Regions from separate parts of the Sus scrofa genome. Here all the other regions are linked to region 2. A link is a contact called in public HiChIP or PLAC-seq data. All regions are on one chromosome and are shown on one strand. The core of a region is the stretch at or near the end of the contact, and the rest is flanking DNA. Distances in the headings are between cores, read along the strand shown.

Region 1 (4,004 bases), core at 92-2,591, 260 kb after region 2:
CTGCTCTAACTTCCCCACCCAGCGGACTCCCAGAACCAGAGATGTCAGATTGGAGAGTAGGTGATGTAGGAACCCCACCTGCACTCCACCTCCAAACTGTAATCTCTGGTCTAGCACAATTCTCCCTGCCTTAAGGAGAGGGGAGGTCTCCCTGATTCAGCTTACCCCGGTGGGGAGGGCTTCAAGTTCAAATCAAGTCTCTATTTGTAAAACTGGGGAGAAGGACAAAGCAAAAAATGAAAGAGGATCTGGTTGGAGACAGTCTGGAGGAGACCTTCTTGCCTTTTGTTCTCTAATCCCTTTGCCCTCCTACTGCGCTATCTCGGTCTACCTGGATCCCCACCTCAAGGGCTCCTACGTGGGTGTCTTAAAATTGAGACACCCCTGCCTGGGCCAGCAACTGGGGCCCTGTGCTCCACTTCACTCCTAGTTACCAGAGAGGTTGACTCTGGAGGAGTGAAGAGAACAGGTCTCCTCAGACCTGCCCCTACAGCTGTGAGCACCTGCTTGCAGGAAGGGCCCCCTCCTCCTTGGGGAAGTTTAGGAGCTAAACTTAGACTGAAGGCTGTAGCTTCACTGGGTGGGTAATTACCCTGGGTAAGCTGCCAGGGGGGAGGGGAGAGGAATTCTGACCCAGCTGAACTGACATCTCAGTTCACCCCTAAGTCCACTGATACAGAACCACAGCCGCCTTCCCCCAGCAAACACCCAGAAATGAGAAGCCCTAGCAATCTGCTGGCCTTCTGCACGCTTGATCTCTCTCGTGCACGTGAAGATTGTGCCTATCACCACCCCACCCCCACTTCAATTCTCAGGGGTCCAGTTCCTCTGAGTCCTTCCTTAAATTCCCCCCAGAGAACCAAACCTAGGGGCCCCTCCACCACATCTCCCTGACCTTGGGTTGCAGCTTCCTCTCTCCCAAGTCCCTCCAGAGGGTTTCAGAGGTCAACAAAGAGGTATCTGGCCACACTACTCCCCTCTAAGGGGCCAGGAAAAGGGGTGCTTGGGGTCAGGTTCCCCTTCCTGAAAATTTTCATACTGACCCCCATACTGACTTCAGTGACCAGAGGAAAGAACCCTTAGGGCTGCATAGAATCTTAGCTTTAAAGCCCGAGGGGAAAGGGAGCAACCCCCACTCCCACCCAGATGAAAGCCTGCATCTTGCGAAGTCAGAAGCTGGAGGCTAAGAGGGAGTTGGGGGCTCTCAGAAAGAGAAGGGAGGTCCTGAAGCTGGGGGAGCCCTAGAGGGGCTGTGGGGGCATTCCCGCCTGTGATTGGTTCTCAGGCTCAGGCCAAACTCCAAGCCCGCCCAGCAACAGCCCTGAGAGGCCCTCAGAGGGAGGAGGAACTTCGGAGAAGTCAGCTGAGCCAGGGCCACCGCCCAGCCTTCAGTTTCCAGGAATCGCTGGGAGGGCCCCAGCTCACCACACCCCTCCCCCAGGCTCAGGACTCCACCCTCAGCCCTCAGTGTCCACAAGGCTGGCTTAGGCCCCACTTCCCTGGTTCCCCCCACATCTTTGATCCCCTCACAGGTTCACCAGAGAGCCGAACACATCTGACACCTTCTCTTTAGACTGAGGGCAGACACTGAGACTGGTCGTTGCCGGTACCCTCTTCCTCACTCCTCTCCCTGGACTAAAGTCAGTTTCATTTTCCTTTCCCTCAGCTTTCTTTGGCCTCCTTCCTCATCCACTCTCCTCCCAAGATGCTGTCTGGAGTCTTCCTTTTCAGCCATTTCCAACCCAGGGAAGGCCTGTGTCCCAAGGCAATGGTATGACGTCAGGGAGCTGCTAGAGCAGAAGTGGAAGGCGGCTCTGAGGTCCTTCTCAGGGTCTGGGCGTGCGTGCTCAGGGAACAGCCGTCACTGAGTCCAGCTGTTGCTGAGTCCAGCTGTTTCTGCAGGCCTTTATTTATGGTCTTAGACTTGTGGAGGTGCAGGCATGGGGGAGGGACGCTCCCAAGGGGAGAGCAGCTCCCTTCCACTGCACTCCCCCTTGGGCCCTAGGAAGTCTGCCTTCCACAAGTGGAGACCTGGACTCAAACCTCAGAAGTGTAGGGGTCAGGAGAGGACCCGTGTTATGGAAAAGGCTGCCCGCTCTCCCAGCACCTCCAGCAGGCTATTTACCTTGAGAGTAGCTATGGGTGGGGGAGGGAGAAGGGAGGAGACGAGGGTGAGACATCTCCGAAGAATGTCTTTGGCAGGACATCCAGTACTGCCTTGGCTCCACCCTCGACTCCACCCCCGAGTCCCCTAGAGCCAGGCCAGGCTCCTCCTCCGGTTCTGCGGAGGGAAGTGGGGGTTGAAAATCATTTCCTTTCCTCCCGCCCCACGAAGAGCAATAAACCAAGAGCTTAACAGGGAAATGGATAACAGCAGAAAAAGACGAGGGAGGCAGGAGGCAGGGCCAAAGGAAGGGAACAGGAAAAAGGAGCCATGAAAAGGCAGCTGCTATCGATTATAATGGAAAAAATAAAAATCATATAAACTTAAGAAAAAAAGGCAGCTGCCATTCATTTCAGCCCCAGATGGAAAAAAGTACTATTAGATTCCAAGAGACTTTACAGAAAGACAGTCCACCAAGAAAGCCACCATAGGCCATGTTTCCTCTGCTCCAGACTCAAGGGGCGAAACTCATACCTATACTGGGGGAAGGGGTGACCTCTAGTGGTCAATGACCAAAGTGCAAGGCCCAGAGTCGGCCAGGATCCTCTCTGAAGGAGGTGCCTGGTCTCAGGTGACTGTGGCTCGTTCATTAGCATTTCTGGGCCCAAATGCTCTCCACGTGGGCTTTAGGGCCTGTTCCCCTTCCCGTCCTTCATTCTAAGCTCACACAGCTTGCTTAGCTGGCCTATATGGCTGGGTTTCCATGCAGACAATAAAGAGCCTGTTTCTCATTTGTCATAATCATTTTTAATAAAAAATAAATTAGTTCTGGGTGGGAACCACTTTAGGAGGTGGGGCACAGGGTCTAGGGTGTTTTATGCTAACCTTTCTCTTTTCCTTCCTCTGTCCAGATGGTCCCTGCTCTGGGGAAATAGTGTCTCTCTTCCTGGGGAAAGGCAGGATGGCTGACCCCCTCCCTAGCTTACTGTGAGAGGGAGGGATAAAGAGACTGGGTAATGGGAGAAGGAATCGCAGGGCGAAAAGGTGGTTCAGAAGATGTGAGGCCTGAACGGGAGAGATGAGGCTTAGGATACAAAGTTGGGATTGGTGGGGAGGCCAGACTCTAAGTAGCTCAGATTCCCAAGAGCTTCAAACTTGCTTTCATCTTAGCCTAGAAAAGCCTCAAGGAAACAGTCGTCTCCTCCCCCTTCCTTCTCAGTCTGTGTCACTCCTTCCTGAGAAGTGACACAGATGCTTGATGCACACACATCCACACAGGCCCAGATACACATTTGGAGGCCTGTGCGCACACACACCATCACACCATCACACCATCACACAGACACAACCACAGGTCTGGTCGGGCACTGTCATCTTGCCACCTTCAACCACCCTGGGGGACGTCCCCAGTGAGACCAGGACAGGCTGGAGATCCAGAAGGTACAGAGTGGGCTGGTTGATGGGTGACTGATGGTGGCATGAGAAAACCATGAGGAGAGGGTCTCCTGGACCCATTTCAGGCGGGCTCCGGGGGAGACCGCTCCAGGACATGGGCGCAAGAGCGGCAACAGGTGGATGTATAGTAGGGATAGACGCAGAGCCGGGCCTGCACCACCAGGGGGCAATGTGGAGAGCTGTCCTTGCATTGATCATCTGGGGACAGAGGAGGCCAGTAGGCACAAGAGTGTCACCAAGACCCATCCTGCTGGAGGTGCGTTGCCCACGCCCATTCGGCCTTCCTAATCTCCACCCACACGTCAACTAACTCCACTCTGCTGGGGACCTGGGAGAGGGAGCTCTTTACCAGGGCGCTGGCTGCAGGGCTGGCTGTTACAGGATCGTTTCCTGGAGGGCCGCAGGTGAGGAGGGCATCGGGTGCTGAGGGTCTGGTTGGCAGTCA
Region 2 (4,186 bases), core at 836-3,335:
TAACAGTTTTACAATATTTTGCACATATACAAATACTCTTCTTTGATATGCAGAAAAATAGCTATTTACAAAGACTTTGTTGTGTATTACTATTTCTCTTAAGCAGATAGTTATCTGAGATTTTTTTTTTTTTCCTTTTTAGGTCTGCATAGGCAGTATATGGCAGTTATCAGGATAGGGGTAGAACTAGAGCTGTAGCTGCTGGCTACAGCCACAGCCACAGCAGCCCCAGATCCAAGCCACATATGCAACCTACACCCTGGATCCTTAACTCACTAAGTGAGGCCAGGGATTGTACCAGTATTCTCATGAACACTATGTTGGGTTCTTAACCCACTGAGCCACAGTGGAAACTCCCATCAAGTTATTTTGGCTTCCCCTAATTAAATCTGAATTCCTGAACTTTGACTCAAAGGTCTCAAACTTCTCACTTACAGCTGTCAAATTCCAGGAAGCTAATTTTGCTCCTGTTAGTCTGAGGATATCTTTCCTCTCCCTTAAAAATTAACATATAACCTTATTGAAAGGAGGAAAGAAAAGAGATGATGTTGTTTTTGTTCCAAGTATGATGTGTATGTTTTTTGGCTTTTATTTTCAAGTGCAAGGATCCAATCCAGGTTTTACACGGCCTGACATTTATACACTTGGAGGTCCCTATCTTTAAGAAAAAGCATACAAGATTTTAAATACAAAATTAGTTAAAAGTTTTTAGAATGGGTAAAAAACCATAACAAATTATTGGAGACTTGGATATTCTGTTTCCATTCTTCTGAAACCTCCTAGATAAAATAGCTTTTCTTGACAGGTATAAATGACAGATAAAACAGTAAATTCAAGATCTGTTTTCCAAAGAGAAGACTTGCCCTAGAATTTTTTTAGTGGTTCTTAAGGTTTCTATTTTGAGTTGAATAGTAGTACTGCTCAGGATTAGAGTAGGGAAAAGAATCTATTGGTTTATGTAAAATTCAGTCCTGCTAAAGTAGGGAACAGAATAACAGTATTCATTTACATGACTGCAGCAATGTCAGTTCCTCTTCCACTTAACTTCCAAAAAAGATCAATCACCTTTTCCTTTCCTTGCGTTTTTTTTTCCCCATCTGTAGTACCCATATTTTTTCCATCTGTAGTACCCTATATTTTTCTTTCTTTCTTTTGCTTTTTTTTTTTTTTTTTTTTTTTTGCTTTTTTTTTTTAGGGCTCTACCTGTGGCATATGGAAGTTCCCAGGCTGGGGGTCGAACGGGAGCTACAGTTACCAGCCTTCGCCACAGCCACAGGAACACGGGATCGGAGCCATGTCTGCGACCTACACCACAGCTCATGGCAATGCTGGATCCCAGACTCACTGAGAGAGGCCAGGGATTGAACCCAAATCCTCATGGATACCAGCTAGATTAATTTCCACTGCGCCACAACGGGAACTCTGATTTCTTAAAACAAACAAAACCCCACAACCCAAACTTAAAAAGGCTCAGCTTTTTTTCCTGGCCATAAGTTTAGTCTGAAGGGAGAGGTGATGGTGAAGAAATATCATCATAAAACTTTCTTACTATAATCCTTAAAATCAAAGACATCCTCTAGCTAACAGGACTAACAGAAGTCCTCCAAATTTGCTTCAGAGCAAGACTATGCTCAAGACTTCCCTCTCAGATGAAAGTTTCACTTTGCAAAAAAAAAAAAAAAAAATCTCTAAGGAGAAAAAGCTCTTTACTTCCCTCAGACATTTCCCTAGTAGTCCCCAAACTTGCAGAAAGAAGAGTTGGAATTATTCCCATAAAAACTTCACCAGGAAGGCAGGACGGGTACTTGCCCTTTGAGAGAGAGCTATCCGAGGCTGGCTGTTGGCAGGGCAGTCTCCTACTCAGGCATATCTCTTGGCAGCCTCTCCTCTTTTCATCAGACCCTTCTTACAAAAGGAGAGTGGTTGGTGGCTCTTTCCCTTTCCCACTCCCACACTGAACTGTGATGCTTCATGAATAGTTCAACTAAAACAGGATCACGTTTCAGACACTCCCATAGTGAGTGAGAAAACGATCCCACTAGATTAAATTGGAGCCTAGATCAGTAGAAGTATATTTCCACAACACTGCCAGGGCTGGGACAGCCAAGGTTAATAGTTCATAGTAATACCTTCTAAGTGGGATCACGTGGGTGGTAGAAGATGGTTCGGTAGCCAGCTTTTCGGGTCTGTGCAATGATTCTCTGCATTAGCAGCATCCCCTGAGAAATTGCTAGAAATGTGAATTCTTGAATCTCCCATACCTGCCTTAAAGAATCAGGAACTTTGGAGGTGTCTTGTCAACAAGAACAGTGGAGCTCTAAAATCTTCCCTTTTCCTCAAGAAGAATTTTCTTAGGACATTTGAATCAGAAAAGACAAAACTATTTTACCTAGCATTAGTTATTATACACATACATATACCTTGAATGCAACATTTACTATCATTTCCTGTAAGGTTTTATTGGATTCATCACAGAAGCTTCTATAGAGTGTGTGTGTGTGTGTGTGTGTGTGTGTGTGTGTGTGTGTATACACTTGTAAGTATACAGAATATTTCTGGAGGGACATCCTCCAGGGCTTCAAGGTAAGAACTGGGAGGATTTTTTGTGGGGATATTATCTACTCAAAATTTATTTTGTTCAAGCAGATAAGTTTTCAAGGCGTTATGACACCTTGAAAAAAAGTAACTCCTGAAAGGTGTGCTGTATATTTAATACATATTCATATTTACTGATTGCCTACTAGATGTCAATCACTGTGCTAGAGGCTGGGGCAGAATGGAGAATGAGGTATAGTCCCAGGCTTCAAGCTTTTCTTTTCCCAGGTAACACGAATTATAGCAATAAAAAATATTTTCAGTTTCCAAATTTCTCTTGTCCTTGACCTTACCATCTCAAATTATGTGCAGAAGTTGAGGGACGATAAGGGTATTATCTTTTTCTTTCTAGGGTAGGAAAAACTGAAACAAAACCAGGCTTTGGGGCTCACAGTAATAGCTTCCATCTATTTAGGTTTTTTTTTTTTTGCCTTTTCTAGGGCCGCTCCCGCGGTATATGGAGGTTCCCAGGCTAGGGGACGAATCAGAGCTGTAGCCACTGGCCTATGCCAGAGCTACAGCAATGTGGGATCTGAGCTGAGTCTGCAACCTACACCACAGCTCACAGCAACGCCGGATCCTTGACCCACTGAGCAAGGCCAGGGATCGAACCCGAAACCTCATGGTTCCTAGTCAGATTCATTAACCGCTGTGCCACGATGGGAACTCCACCTTCCATCTATTTAGTGATGGACCTTGAAACAAAATTGTTATATATTTGTTTTTTATAATTACAAATGAGATGTAAACTCATATTAATTCAAACATTACAGATACACATACCAAAAGATAAAAATCTCCCATTAATCTCATTCTTCAGAGATACCTGGTTAACAGTTTGGTGAATTTCTCCAGCTTCAATTTCTGTATTTACTAAAATGTGTATTTTTATTCACAAGGTAATACTTTTTTTTTTTTTTTTTTTTTTTGTCTTTCTAGGGCCATACCCACAGCATATGGAGGTTCCCAGTACTAGAGGTTGAATTGGAGCTGTAGCCACAGGCCTATGCCTCAGCCACAGCAACTTCAGATCTGAGCCGTGTTTGCGACCTATGCCACAGCTCACAGCAACACTGGATCCTTAACCCACTGAGTGGGGCCAGGGATTGAACCCAAGTCCTCATGGATACTAGCTGGGTTCGTTACTTCTGAGCCACAGTAGGAATTCCCAAAATAATACTTATTTTGTGCTTTTTCACTTAACAGTGTATCTTGGCCAGTTTTCATTTTACTTTGTATTTTATTGCATTTTATTTTTAAAAAGCAGATTTTTAAAAGAATTTTATTATAGTTGATTTACAATGTTCCCTCGATTTCTGCTGTACAGCAGTGACCCAGTTATACATATATATTTTTTCTCATATTATCCTCCAGCATGTTCCATCACAAGTGTTTAGATGTAGTTCCTTGTGCTATACAACAGGACCTCATTACTTATCCACTCCAAATGCAATAGTTTGCTTCTACTAACCTCAAACTCCTAGTCCATCCCACTCCCTCCCCATCCCACTTGGCAACCACAAGTCTGTTCTCCATGTCCATGAGTTTATCTTCTGTAGACAGGTTCATTTGTGCCATATGTTAGATTCCA
Region 3 (4,258 bases), core at 1,280-3,779, 320 kb after region 2:
CAAGAGTGTGGAGGAGGAAGTTTACCTGTGTGTGTGTGTTTGGGAGAAGGTAGGTAGAATTTTTAAATGGCATTCAGAAAATGTGACAACAGGCAGAACTTTTCCCATGGCTCTGCACCAAAAGGGACAGGGGAGCTGTTACACTGCAGGCAACAAAATGGTAGATGCTCAATAAAGTTATTAAATTAAAAATGTACCAATCACTGTATTGACTTGAAACTCCAAAGGATACATATACTGACATACATGCTTTTAATCATTCTACTTTGTAAGGATAGTAGAGGTATGGTGGAATAAGTAGATTACACTGTTATGGGAGCTCCCTGCACTCATCCCTTAAACATGTAGTGACTGCTTACTGTGTGCAATCCCCTGGGTGATCAGGGGATGCCAATCAATCAACCACTGCATCATCACCTATGTAACCTATTTTGCAGTGGAGAGAAGGAATGTTATTCCATTCCTCTCTGTGTGGCAAGCAAGCCAGCAAGCAAGCAGGCAAGAGCAAGCTAGCTAAGGCCAACTCATTAATTAATCACTGGTTCTTCACAACTTCTGATTTGTGAATAGCATGTCTCAGCCTCAGAATTTTAACCCATTAGCCTTCCTGGGAAGTATCTATTCCTAAAACTACTCTTACCTTCCACCAGAATATCACTGAACAACTACTGTGTGCCAAGACTCGTGCTTCACTATCTCATTTAACTCCTAGAACTCCAACAAGCAGTAGCTCTTCTTAAAACTCCCTTTAAAATATTGCAAATGACCCTCAGAGAAGTCAAGCCCCAGTCCGTCTGAATCCAAGGCCTGTTTTATGCCATGCTATGTTGTCTCTCTGGGACCAGGATAATGATGATGCCTCTTATTTGGTAGCACATCTCCCTTTTTCTCTCCAAGGCATACTGCTTGGAGCCTTTGGGGCCTAAGAGGCCTTTAATATAAGGGGGAGAGAGATCCAATAAAAAGCCAAGAAGAGGCATCTCATCAAATATTCCCTACCACACTAAGATGAGTTTATGAAATAATGCCAGATTTCACAGAAGTCTAGGGAAAGGGGAATCCTCAGGAAAGGGTATCCTAGACCTTTAATCAATTTTGGGGAATTCTCAGTTTTATTCCACTTTTAAAATAGACATCTTGTTAGCTAATGCTTTGGCTGAGGAGGCATTGTTTTTCTAATCCGTATGTAAGTATTCTACCTATATGTAAGAACTCTTTCCACTGAAGGTAAATTACATTTCCCACTTGTCATCAGGATCAACACATAACTCCAAATCTCAATTCTTAGAAGAAAAATTTCCAAGTACCAAAGAGGTAGAAAAGATAGTGGAGGTAAAAAAAGAGAAATGTAAGAAGGTAAAATATATAAAAAGATTTTTATTATTGCCACCAAAAGCTTTCGAGGTGCAAAGAACTAGCCAAGTAGCTAAAGCTATAGTTAAGTGCTATGGGGAGGTTAGGTTAAACATTTTTTTCTTGCCCTTAGTAATGAAGATCTAGGATGGGGCCAAATTTTAACTTCGCTTTAGGATGCCACAAAGGGAAAGTTCAGCCAAATCTTCAGAATAAATCAAGAGGGGAAAACGTCCTACCAGGGGCATGGGGATAAACTGAACTTCGATAACAAAGCCTTTGGGTTACCTAGAAGATGTCCCTTTTCCGAGACATCTGTTGAGTCTGTAGAAGAGAGACAAGGAAACAGCTTCCTCCAACCCTACCTTTTAAATGACCCTGGTTTGTCAGGTCCAGACCAAAGGAAAAATATATAAAGTCTCTGAAACACAAGAGCCAGGGCAGGGATGTGTCAAGTTTGACTGCTGAAGTCCAAAAAAAAAAAAAAAAAAGCAAATAGCAAAGTACTCTGAAAGCAGTCCTGTATCTAGGATTATAGAAGGCTACATACAACTATTTTCCACTACTCAATAACCAAGATTTGAAATGAATACCAATCTGTACTGCCCTTCACAATGATCAGCTTCCTAGAAAATATGGGAAGAATACTTTCTTCAATACCCCAAGAAAAATGTAGTAAGTTTCAAGTCTTCTTATCTCCTTCTTTGCACAAATTATGCAGTACAGGACTTAATTCTCAACAAGAAGGGCATACAATGGGGAAGGGAAAGGAAGTAATTTTGCTGGAACTTCCAATTTGCGAGGAACCCCAAGAGATGGACTGGTTTAGCCCACACCTTTTTAAGTCAAACACAAAAAAACTACAGCCTGTATTTGTGTTCTTCCTGTTGAGACTGCTCACTAGCCCCTCCAACCACATCTATGTTATCAATTTTTGACTCTTGCCACAGGACAGGGGGAAAAAAAGGAACCATAAGGCAACTGTGGTTCTCAACGTTACCACCCTCTCCTCAACCTTGTAACTAAGCCTTGAAGGTTTCTCCTGTCCTCCTGCCAGCAGTTAACTCAGAAATAACTTGATATTTCATTTTACATGTGCCTCTCTTTACTTCTACATGAGGGAAGGCAGAACAGGATGTTTACTTAAGAGCTAGTATCTCACTTACAGGTGTCCGTCTTGCAGCCTCAATGATTTAACTACTCAGCAATTGTGAATAGCAGCTGACTGGACCTGTCCATAGTTACTCATAAACAAGTATGAGAAACACCTCAATACCCTAAAACCCACTAAGATGGTGTTTGTTATTCTGTCTACACACATGAGGGACTAACTCGTCCCTCCTATACTAGACTGACTTAAATAAAAACAATTTCAGGGAAGTTAACATATTTTCAACATGCCCAGAAAGGCTGATGAGAAATTCCAAAAGCTATGGCTTCCTTGGGGCTGGAGACAGGTATCAGGTGGGCAAGTCAAGGTCTCAAGAAAGGAAGAAAGGGTGAGCCAGATTCCAGAAGCAGCCAGTACAGTGGTACACCCTACCTACTGGGTGTGTTCCTAGGCTGCTGCTATTTCTGAAGTATCTGGTGACACGTGTAGCTTCGCATTCAAGGCTGCTATTTAGAGTCTTCTACCCTGCCAGTGACCCGGGCCTGGTCTAGATGCAGTGACTCTCTTTACCCTTTAAGCCAACATTCCATTCACTAAGCCTCACTGGGTCATGAAAAAGGGATGGGGCAAGAGAGGAGGGTTGAGTGTGGCTTCTGTATGATAGACTATCAACATGCAAGAAGGGTAGATGTGGGCAAAGAATTGGCCAGAAGGATCCCTACCAACACCACCCCAAGTTGCTTCTTTGCTCATAACTATACGACTTTTTGAGGATATACACAAATTATCATCCACCAGTATACTCACTTCATTACCAACCACTCCCTGAACACCTCGATCTCACCCACCCATCATCTCTTTCCAAAGCTGAATTACATAAAGGATCAAACAGAAAACCCACAAGGCCATGAAGATCTTAAGAGGCTCAGATTGCCTTCAGTGACTTTGAGGGCAGAAGTCAAAGGGGACAGCTGGACAAGATAAGTGAAAGGGGAAAAGTCAACCACACAACAAAGGAAACCATACTTTATTAAACAGGAAAACAAAAACATAATATTGGGGACAAAGAGATTAAAAAAAAAAAAAAAGGAATGGCTGGAAGAGAAGAAAGTGCAAGAGGTCACAAGGAAGGGACGAGATGGGTGGTCTGTTTGCCTCAGAACTGTGCAGGCACACACACCACCCCCTCTACCCCTCACGCACTCTCAGACCAAAAGCCAACACAACTGTTATCTTCAGAGGTATATCCAGGCTTTTCTTTCTGCTTTCTGTAGCTGGTTTCACCTTCAGCCCTGGACAGTCACGTAGGGTCTTTGCTGGAGAAAATTTAAGTTTTTCCAACCACAGGCCTGTTCCACAAAGCAGAAGTTTCAGCTCCTGGAGAAGTTCTCTCCTATTTGCACTCACCAGAGAAGCCAGGGGCCCTTGGTCAAAGCCCCAAATCTCAAAGAAAAATGTCAAACCTTTAGAACTAGTTATTTTATTAAATGATATTAATACACATTTCAAAAAAGATTTCATTGTTGTTGCCTCTAAAGCATATACTCATTTTGTTTTCCACACTGAACACGTGAGAATATCAATCCAACATATCTAATTTTAATCTTAACAGGCACCCCAGCCCATTCAAAAAAGGGGGGCAGAGAGGAGAAGGAAAAAAAAAGGGAAAAGCAGTAATTTACAGCGGCTTCAAAACATTAACAGCTGAAGCTTAATTCTGCATGAACCAGTAACTTCAGGATTGATAGTGAATATTCTGCAATTAGGAAGTTTAGCATATTCACATTATCTAGA

What was found. HiChIP or PLAC-seq counts read pairs in DNA pulled down with a chosen protein or histone mark.
Region 1: an H3K27ac HiChIP or PLAC-seq map of skeletal muscle shows a contact between it and region 2. The contact joins two enhancer-like sites. A contact is called at or near these places in 1 of 47 Hi-C or Micro-C datasets (embryonic fibroblasts) and 2 of 2 datasets of contacts at active chromatin or transcription factors (alveolar macrophages and skeletal muscle).
Region 3: an H3K27ac HiChIP or PLAC-seq map of skeletal muscle shows a contact between it and region 2, with 3 times the contacts expected there. The contact joins two enhancer-like sites. A contact is called at or near these places in 2 of 47 Hi-C or Micro-C datasets (embryonic fibroblasts and epiblast stem cells) and 1 of 2 datasets of contacts at active chromatin or transcription factors (skeletal muscle).

Annotation. Positions count from the first base shown.
Region 1 is chr4:98,574,925-98,578,928 of Sscrofa11.1, forward strand. It overlaps ADAMTSL4 (ADAMTS-like protein 4), which reads right to left. Exons shown (of 19, transcript XM_013997190.2): 18 at 3,909-4,004; 19 at 2,889-3,757. The coding sequence ends at 3,621. Among named protein-coding and RNA genes, the nearest start is that of ADAMTSL4, 12 kb to the right of the region's middle. Within about 2 kb of position 1,342, at least 79 of the 83 cell types and tissues checked have an H3K27ac peak or open chromatin away from gene starts, as enhancers often do. A contact at or near this core is called in alveolar macrophages and skeletal muscle, where this site is marked.
Region 2 is chr4:98,317,101-98,321,286 of Sscrofa11.1, forward strand. No RefSeq gene overlaps it. Among named protein-coding and RNA genes, the nearest start is that of ARNT, 14 kb to the right of the region's middle. Within about 2 kb of position 2,086, at least 4 of the 83 cell types and tissues checked have an H3K27ac peak or open chromatin away from gene starts, as enhancers often do. A contact at or near this core is called in alveolar macrophages and skeletal muscle, where this site is marked.
Region 3 is chr4:98,636,997-98,641,254 of Sscrofa11.1, forward strand. RPRD2 (regulation of nuclear pre-mRNA domain-containing protein 2) reads right to left here. Exons shown (of 11, transcript XM_013988087.2): 11 at 3,929-4,258. Among named protein-coding and RNA genes, the nearest start is that of TARS2, 3.8 kb to the left of the region's middle. Within about 2 kb of position 2,530, at least 7 of the 83 cell types and tissues checked have an H3K27ac peak or open chromatin away from gene starts, as enhancers often do. A contact at or near this core is called in skeletal muscle, where this site is marked.